Linked DNA regions of Sus scrofa: region 2 is linked to region 1. Evidence: chromatin contacts called from public HiChIP or PLAC-seq data. All regions are on one chromosome and are shown on one strand. The core of a region is the stretch at or near the end of the contact, and the rest is flanking DNA. Distances in the headings are between cores, read along the strand shown.

Region 1 (4,747 bases), core at 1,113-3,612:
AGAGTCAAACAGTAGGAAGACGTTAGCGTGTACGTGCCACAGCAAATCCGAAGACCCTGAACTTGGAAAGCATCCTTATTGTTAGACACAAGGTAGCTTGTCAAAGCTGTGATTTACACCCAGAGGAGGGCATGATGGGAATTTCTGGGCTGGGGAAACATCAGTCTCCTTTTTCTCATGTTTCCTGTTTAATGTACCTTTGGTAGCAGGTCTATGTGGGAAGAGAAATGCAGGTGTAAAAAAAAGTTTCTCTCTTAGAGTCTGGGATAAATGATAACATCCTTTTTCAGCATATACACTGATCTTCCTGAATATATATTTCAACAGCACCATCATTAGATCGTCATTATTAAAGTAGTTTTCAAAGATTTCTCTTCCAAATTCATCCACCAAATTTATCACACCACAAAACTTCCCCACTTCCTCCCACAGTAAGTGAGCTGTATCCATGGCAGCAATGCCCTTAAAAGAGACAGAGTAGTATATCCGTTTATATTTGAGTTCCTATCGCAGACGACTTCCAATTCTATTAAACGGCAATTGTTTCTTTTAACCCTAAGTCTGAAGACTTGTGTTCATTTGCATAACTAAGAATATACAAAATAAAAGTAGAGTTTTCTATATCAGAAATGTCAATCTAGGGAGTTCCCGTAGTGGCTCAGTGGGTTAAAAACCTGACTAGTATCCATGAGGATGTGGGTTCGATCCCTGGCCTCACTCAGGGTTTAGGATATGGCGCTGCTGTGAGCTTCGGTGTCGGTCAAAGACACGGCTCGGTTCCGGTGTTGCTGTGGCTGTGGTGTAGGCCGACAGCCACAGCTCCGACACGACCCCTAGTTCCAGGAACTTCCACAAGTTGAGAGTGCGGCCTTAAAAAAAATATGTTAATCTATAATCTTTCAAAAAAGTTCTAGAAGACAGTCTTCTGATAAGCCGTTATCTAACGCAAGAACCAGGCAGCCAAGACATTCACTTAGACTCTGCAGCAAGTCTTGAAGGAAACACAATAAATATAACAAATATTCGCAAAGCTGTAAGTCTATTACCATGGTTCCAACCCTTCCTGCAAATTAAAATCACTTCAGTTATATAAAAAAAATTTATAGACCCAGGGCCCTGGGCCCAGAGGTTGATTTAATTCATATTTTAATGGGGTGTGGGCATTAGCATTTTAAAACGCTCCCCAGATGATTTTAATGTACTCCTAGGGTTGAGGACCATTGATTTATTCTTTATTTAATTAATGCTGATCAATTTATAAGAGCAAGCAATTGCTACTGAAGAGTATTCAGCATGGGTTCAGGAAATATTGCTTGAAATGCAGAATAATGCTGTCTATTCAAAAACTCCACATTAGGGGTGTGTGTTATAGTATTTGGATTATCTTTACTTCTTTGGGGTTATAATGAAAAGAGGTCTCATCTGTATCATATTTGAAGTTTACGGGGCAGGGATGAGGGTCCAGGGAAGAGAAATCCTTAATGAGACATGAATTTGAGAGACAAGAGTGCAGGATTCATGTGGAACAGTGTTGTGGGAATACAAAACAACTTGTCACATAGCCTCAATTACTCATGGATCATTTGAATAATGTGTAGGCTATGGCCAATTTGACTAATGAGCTTATTTAGCCCTCAAGAAAAATATATCCCCAGCACCTGGTCAATCTCCAACATGAAGTCTCAAGCCTCTAGTAAAAGAGTAGTTCCCTAAAGTTTTGTGCCAAAAAAAAAAAAAAAAAAAAAAAAAAAAATGAAGGAGAAGGAAGAAGGGAAGAAGATAGGAAGGAAAGGGAGTTCCCTGGTGGCTCAGCAGGTTAAGGATCTGGCATTGTCACCGCTGTGGCTCGAGTCACTGCTGTGTTGAGGGTTTGAACCCTGGCGGCTCAGCAGGTTAAGGATCTGGCATTGTCACCGCTGTGGCTCGAGTCACTGCTGTGTTGAGGGTTTGATCCCTGGCCCCAGAACTTCTTGCATGCCATGGGCGTGGCTGAAAAAAGAAATAAAAGGAGGAAGGAAGGCAAAGAAAGAGGAAGGGCAAAGGAAACGAAAGAGAAAATGAAAGAAAAAATACTCCTGCTTCGGACGGCATTTTTAATTCTAGAGTCAGACGACCTCCAGACGGCAGGCTGCTCTCTAGACTCACATCCCCATGAAAACAGAATGAACTACAGGATGCTTTGGTGATAAACAGGACCCCCAAGGAGTGACGGATCTATCTTTAGGCCATAAGATTTCATCTGAAATTATCTGGCCTCAACTAAAACCGCAAAACAGGCAACTTTACAATCGAGCAACCTCTCTGTGTGACTACAGTTCTTCCCTAGTAGAACTAGGATCATGTTACCGAGCTTACGGTGTGTTGCTGAAGAGATCGCAAGCACGTCTAAAGACACCATGAATGTCTGATACTTCACACCTCTCAAAACCTCAAAACTTAGCAGCTCAAAGGAAAAAAACCACCACCGAGATCAATGAAAATGAGAAAATACCACCTCCACGCATGGTGAGGCCCAAGAATGGGAAGGAATCTTTAAAACGTCTTCCATAAAGCCCCAAACTGAGATCAATCACCATAAAGCACTTGAAAGCTGTTTGATTTACATGGTAACGTGTTGTTTCTTAATATCACACTCAGACGTATCCCACTAATGCTAAGTATCCGACACCAGGCTCCACTCCCCGCTGCTTTGTGAAGTTTGAGAAGTAGCAAATCAGATCTCCTAGAGCAGCTCCAAATGGGTTCCTCCCTGCAGGGCACAGCGAATAAAGGCTCAGGGGTATCCTTTAGTCTACAGGCAACTTGAGAAACATATCTCAAGGTATCTGTTATGAGGCACAGTGCAAGACCTCCTTGGACTGAGAGAACGCTGAGATTTACTTGAAACTTAGAAAAACACCAAATTTTGCCTGTTATTCTTACTTGAATTGGATCAGTAAAGTAACTCTTAGCAAGAGTCTGGGTACATCTTTCATAAATCTTTTCCTCTTCCTTACTTAAATTACCACTATAAATGTTGGCCAATTCTATTTGCTTTCCTGAGTATGTTAGATGAGCTGAAATGACATTTATATTGTGCACGTGGCGTTCTTGTTTGCTCACAAAGGTAATGAAATCCTATTTTTCAGTTAAATGGGAGCATGTCCTCATTTGGCAAGCATATAATAAGCACCTAGTGTGTTCCCTGTGAGTCGTTTTCGTGGAATCGAGTATGTGAGCCTGAAATAAGTGAGCCTGTTAAATAGCGATTAAAATGATATACAAATAGAAATTGAGAGAGCAAAGGGCCATCCTCTGCCCCGAGTCCTATTTTTCTCATATACTTTAGCTGCTTTGTTTTATATTTTTTCTGAAAGGCTGAGAGGTTAAGCAGTTCATTTGTCTTTTGATCCTAAACACCCAGTTTTATTTCCTGTGTTGGGATGTGGTCAGAAATTGTAAGTTTTAAGAAATGAGAAATGTTCACGTAGCCAGTGTGTCAAGGCTGTCTGTCCACCATGGGTACGGAGCTGTAAGAGTTACAACATTTGTACTGTTCAGATGCTCTGATCCAACCCCAGAACTCAAAGCAGTTAGAGTCGAAGGGACAGAACTGGTGCAGAGCAAACTCTGAAAAGCAGACGTCCCCCGTTTGCTAAAAAGGTTGAGTGATTCAATACAAACCAAAGAGACACCTCGGATTAGGCTGAGTGTCGGATGGAAGCTCCTTGCGGGGCAGTAGGTTAAGGATCTGGCATTGCCATAGCTGTGGCACAGGTCGCCACCCGCCTCAGGTTCAATCCTTGGCCTGGGCCAACGTCCACAGGCCCTGAGTGCAGCCAAAATTAAAAAAAAAAAAAAAAAAAAATGCTGGAGGAATCCGTTTTACGGTATCGTTTCCCAGAGTGGAAAGGCTAACACGTATTTTCAAAACTGCTCCGTAGGTCAATCATTTCAGACACAGACAGTACATGTTTTTTCATAATCAGTGCAAATAGTTCATGTTCCCAATTCTATGATTCGGGTGTAAGATGTAAACCATGTGAAGCATGAAAAGACACATAAAAAATACTCTGATTTCTGCATATACTAAAACAAAAAATGGATGAATGAAACATAGTCATCCAATAAAATACTCCAATACTCAAGATTTGGCAATGAAAGCATTCTAAGATAATTTAATTAAGAGATGTAATTAAAAAAAAATAACAGCAAGACAATTTTACCATTTTACAAAGTAGAAATGTGTCAGCAGACGTTAAAACCGTGCTAAGTAGTAAACCCACTGTCTACGAGTGGGAGGCTCTAGTGCAAGAGGTTATTTACATAGTTTCGTGACTGCCCAGCCATCAAAGGGAACTGGAGTTTTCTTAATTATAAATACTATCATCTAAAACGACCCTCTTATGGGTAAGAAGGACATATTCATTCTTTTTCTTTCCACAGGAATACTTGCTCAAGAAAATTTTAGCAAATTGTCAAGCATGACCCATATTTCTTACATTAGCACTGAAGAAAATCATTTATGGTCAGTCAATGATTGGCATGAAATACTTCAGTTTTTGTGAAATCTTTATCCAGTTGGGTTTTTTTTTTAATTTTACATTTTTACGACAAAACATACAAATCTTTCACAAGTTAAACTAGTCTGAATTTTTCTACCAGGCACATAGAAATTATCCATTCTAATTTTAAGCCAAAGTAAATATGGCAAATATATTTCAATTTCTACTCTCCCTAGTAAATCCCACTGTCATGTAGTTCTATC
Region 2 (4,921 bases), core at 620-3,119, 180 kb before region 1:
GGGGTGAGGAGTGGGCCACATACTTTCCTAGTGGGGCAGGAAGGAGGAGGCCAGGTGGCTCCAGGTGGCAGAGGGGGCATTTCAAGGAGAAGCCTGCCTTGCTGATAAGGGTGTGGTCATTCTTGTCTTGGCTAGAAATCCAAGTTAGTTTAAACTTACTCTCTGAAAGGAAAAGAAAACAAACATTTTGAGGTGATCCAGGGGCCCTTTGGAAAACCTCAAAGTTAGCTAGAGGTCCAATGAACTTCATTTAGAATTTGATGTTTGGGAAATTTGTCAAAAATACCAAAGTCTCAAAACACCTGGTCAAATAGGATCATAGGTCACTGTGGGAAAAATACCTGATCATTTAACCAAAGGGACAATAAAAAGTCTCAAAGGTTGTAACGCGTCACTTAAATGTTAAAGAAACACATCCAATCTACTCCCAAAAGCAGTTCAATATTTTAGGAAAGCTTTATCCTCTTAGAGAAGCAATTAAATTCAGGTTTTGTACCCTTTTATCTTTAAAATTCATTTTCTTAATTAAATTCAATCTTATCTCAGCCAATCCTGACTCTGCAAAACGCAAGCTTCCTCCTCCGCAAACCAGCCACAGATTTTTCCATACCCGTGTTTCTCTGTTCCTCATTTTCTTTTCCATTCAGAACAACCAGCTGTCGGGCAAGAAACACCTTTTTTTTCCTTCTAAGAAAATGCATTTCCATTCTTCGTCCCTTATTTTACTGAAAACAAGCTTCCCATTTTCCTTGCATATGGAAATGTTTCCCTTTATTACTTTAGTAGCTTCAGTTACACGTACTATAATTCTTAGCCTTAAAAACCATCGCTCGCAAAAACGAGGCAGGAGAGAAAGATGTTCCTGCGGTGCTCCCGCCCCTTCTCCTCTCGCTCCCCATCGTTGGCGCCTTGCTTCTCCTGCAGGCCCAGGCCTCCTGCTGAGCTCCCTCTGCTGTGGCGTCTGCTCCCAAGCCCGTGGCACCCCGCTCTCTAGCCCCTCAGGCCATGGCACACAGCCACCCCTAGTCCTCTCCCTGGAACCGAGCTCCCAAGCTCAGGTCTCAGTGCCCAGCTGTCGCCCGAACATCCCAGGCCGTGGTGTCCTGGGTGCTGGTGCTGATGGTCTGTGCGGCTGCCTCTGGGCTTTGCCCTCCTCTGTCGGCTGCTGAGCTTTTCTCTGAGGCTTTGAGGCTCCCCCTCCATCCCAGCTGATCTCCCTGTCGGGTAGGTGGCTTCCCACGGTGTGAGGTCCATTCCTCTTTCACGGCTCCCTGTCCAGAGCGCCGGTCCTGTTCTGATTCATTTTTGTGTCCTCTCTCTCTCTCTCTCCCTCTGGTTCTCCCCAGTTGGGTGGAGGGTTTCTTGCCCTTTGTGCAGGTCTGAAGTCTTCTGTCCGTGGTCAGCAGATGTTCTGTGTGAATCATCCTACGCGGAGGTGGGATTTTTTGTGTGTTTGTGGGAGAAGGTGAGCACCACGTCGTATGTCTTACTCCTCCGGCGTCTTGATCAGGAAAGTCCAAAACTGGACTCTTAATTCTCCCCTGGAAATCTGCTTTTCCCACTTCCTCCCTCCCCCAGAGCAATAACCCCATCCTTCCAGTTTTTCTGGGCCAGAATCCCCGGCATTATCCTTGACACCCGTTTTGCTCTCACACTTCAGAAGCTCTTGTTACCGCACCCAGTGCAGGTGCAGGGGTGGGAATTTTGCTCTCTGTGGCGGCCTGAGGCAAGAGGAGCCACCGCAGGAAGAATATGCGACGCTCAGTTTCCTTGCTAAGTCTTTACCCCGTCTCCTCCCTCTCAGCCGGTGTATACATGCACCCACACACAACCTGTGGGAAGACACCCCGGTGTCCCCTTATGCAGGAAGGAGGAAGTGACAGAGAGATTATGATGCAATGAGGGCCTTGTGACTGACACTGTGACATTATGAGCTCAGGATTTTCCTGCAGTGTTTGCCCACGTGACATGCATGAGACCTGACTCAGTGCTTCTCCTGGCCAACATCCCAGCGGCAGTGACTCTTACTGCTACCCACGGGATGGGATTTCAGTCGAAGAATGAGACCCAGGGCAGCAACTGCACCAGCAAGGAGGCGCTGTGACAACTGGGGGGCTTCCACGTTGGCAAATTTGCACTGTTATTTCTGGACAGAAATACAAGTTTCCCTATGTCCCTATGGACAGCAGGGAAGAAAAACGCTACAACCTCGAACTACAGATGAGCAGTTTCAGGATAGCCTTGAGAGGATTTGAAAAATTGGTTGAATGGGTAGCAGCCCAGAAAAGAGATGAAAGAGCCGGCTTGTTTATCCAAAAAGAAGGTAAGATCAGTGATCACAAGGCAGTCCAGCGGGCTCTACGGATTACAACTGGGAAAAGATTTAATCGATCACAGAGAAGCAACACAGCTTAACAGCAGATACATCGAATGGGGGCAAGGGGGGAAGGCAGAGTCCTCATTCTGACTCTCCCTGAATAGCTACGTGGAGCTGGGGAAGCTCTTTTCATTTCTCTGAATGTTAGTTGTCTCAGATGTCAACTTAGGTTGGATTAGAAGTTCCCATCATGGCGCAGCAGAAACGAATCCATGAGGTTGCAGGTTCAATCCCTGGCCTCGCTCAGTGGGTTAAGGATCCTAGTTGCCATGAGCTGTGGTGTGGGTCAGGCGGCTGCAGCTCCTATTCAACCCCTAGCCTGGGAACCTCCATATGCCACAGGTGTGGCCCTAAAAACACCAGAAAAAAAAATCACATTGTTATACAAGGTATGACCTAGCTTCAGCAAAGTGCACTAGTCTTAAGTGCATAACTGGGTAAATTTGGACATATGTGAACATACCTATAGTCACAACCAGATCAGGACAGAGACTAGTTCTAACATTCCAGAATGTTCTCTCATGCCTTTTTCTACAGATAACCACTAAGATAATGTCTGTCTCTAGTAATTAGTCTTACCTGTCACAACCTGTAAATGTTTTGTTCACTCAATGATTTTTTGTTTCTTTCTCTAGAATGTAAACTACCTGAAAAGGGGGTCTTATCTATCTAATTTTCCATTCTAAGTCCACTGTCTACCTCAGGTCTGACACATAACAGTTGCTTGATGCATATCTAAACCCTTCCTGTTCTTAGACTCAATAGCTATACCCCAGTGAATAATAAAATTTATCAAAGTCAGTATTCAATCAACGATGTGGTTTGTGTATGTGTGCATTTATGGCGTCAATTAAGAATCAGTCTTTGCTCTTTGCTTACTTCCATCTTCCACTCAAGATGAATTCTAGCAAACACGCCTGATTAGTAAAACATTTTCCCCATTAAGAAAGAAGTAATTCACTTTCTTATCTTTGTATTCCTGAACCAAATTCCTAAGATAATTGAAAATAAAGCTATGCAGGAGATCTCATCAAAATAAAATATTTTCGGAGTTCCCGTTGTGGCGCAGTGGTTAACGAATCCGACTAGGAACCATGAGGTTGCGGGTTCGGTCCCTGGCCTTGCTCAGTGGGTTAACGATCCGGCGTTGCCGTGAGCTGTGGTGTAGGTTGCAGACGCGGCTCGGATCCCGCGTTGCTGTGGCTCTGGTGTAGGCCGGTGGCTACAGCTCCAATTCGACCCCTAGCCTGGGAACCTCCATATGCCACGGGAGCGGCCCTAGAAATAGCAACAACAACAACAACAAAAGACAAAAGACAAAAAGACAAAAAAATAAATAAATAAATAAAATAAAATAAAATATTTTCTTCTGATTAAGTAATATTTTAACTGAGAGTTTCCAATAAAAAGATCTTTAAAATATACAAGAATCTGGTTTTTATAGGTTGAAATAATGAAACAGATTAGCCAAAAAATGCAATATTGTCATTGGAGCTTTATGATAATGTTCTCGTGCTTTATTACAATGCAGATGTCATTGACTGTGACAAGTTTTATGCGACAGTACAGGAACTCTTTGGTCCGGAAGTGAAGAGTCAAGACGTGAAATGCTTTTACAGGAAACTCTGCAACAACCCTGATGCATCTATAGACTGGTGTGAGGTAGTCATTTTTCATTTTCATAATATGAAATCTAGATATTATTTTTCTTTGTTCAGGAAAATAATTAAAGTGTTACTTCCACAGGGGTTAAACTCACAGTATACATGTGGCACATTTAAATGCCTACATGGATGCAACTAGAGAGTCTCATACTAAGTGAAGTAAGTCACAAAGAGAAGGGCAAATACCATATGATATCACTTAGATGTGGAATCTAAAATACGGCACAGATGATCCTATATCTACAAGACAGAAACAGACTCAGGGACATGGAGAACAGACTTGTGTTTGCCAAGGGGGAGAGGGGAGGGAGTGGGACGGATGGGGAGTTTGGGTTGGTAGATGCAAACTATGGCATTTTGAATAGATAAGCAATGAGGTTCTACTGTACAGCACAGGGAACTATGTCCAATCTCTTGGGATAGACCATGATGGAAGAAAATATGAGAAAAAGAATGTATATATATGTATAGTTGAGTCGCTTTGCTGTACAGCAGAAATTGACAGGACATTGTAAATCAACTATAATAAAAAAATTAAAAACTAAGCTAGGGGGTTCCTGTCATGGCACAGTGGAAACGAATCTGACTAGGAACCATGAGGTTACGGGTTCCATCCCTGGCCTTGCTCGGTGGGTTAAGGATCCAGCATTGCCATGAGCTGTGGTGTAGGTCACAGACTTGGCTTGGATCTGGTGTTGCTGTGGCTGTGGTGTAGGCTGGCAGTTGTAGTTCTGATTTGACACCTAGCCTGGGTACTTCCATATGCCATGAGTGTGGCCCTAAAAAGACCCCCCGCCAAAAAAATGCCCCTTTTTTTCCTCCAGGGTATTCTTTTATAATAATTTGTTTTCATGCAATCTCTGGAGGGTAGGGTTTGGAA

What was found. HiChIP or PLAC-seq counts read pairs in DNA pulled down with a chosen protein or histone mark.
Region 2: an H3K27ac HiChIP or PLAC-seq map of alveolar macrophages shows a contact between it and region 1. The contact joins two enhancer-like sites. A contact is called at or near these places in 1 of 5 promoter capture datasets (fetal skeletal muscle) and 1 of 2 datasets of contacts at active chromatin or transcription factors (alveolar macrophages).

The regions. Positions count from the first base shown.
Region 1 is chr10:11,639,951-11,644,697 of Sscrofa11.1, reverse strand. The region is part of intron 1 of DISP1 (protein dispatched homolog 1); the gene reads right to left. Among named protein-coding and RNA genes, the nearest start is that of DISP1, 120 kb to the right of the region's middle. Within about 2 kb of position 2,362, at least 19 of the 83 cell types and tissues checked have an H3K27ac peak or open chromatin away from gene starts, as enhancers often do. A contact at or near this core is called in alveolar macrophages, where this site is marked.
Region 2 is chr10:11,822,804-11,827,724 of Sscrofa11.1, reverse strand. WDR64 (WD repeat-containing protein 64) reads left to right here. Exons shown (of 28, transcript XM_021064368.1): 2 at 3,909-4,039. Among named protein-coding and RNA genes, the nearest start is that of WDR64, 10 kb to the left of the region's middle. Within about 2 kb of position 1,869, at least 4 of the 83 cell types and tissues checked have an H3K27ac peak or open chromatin away from gene starts, as enhancers often do. A contact at or near this core is called in alveolar macrophages, where this site is marked.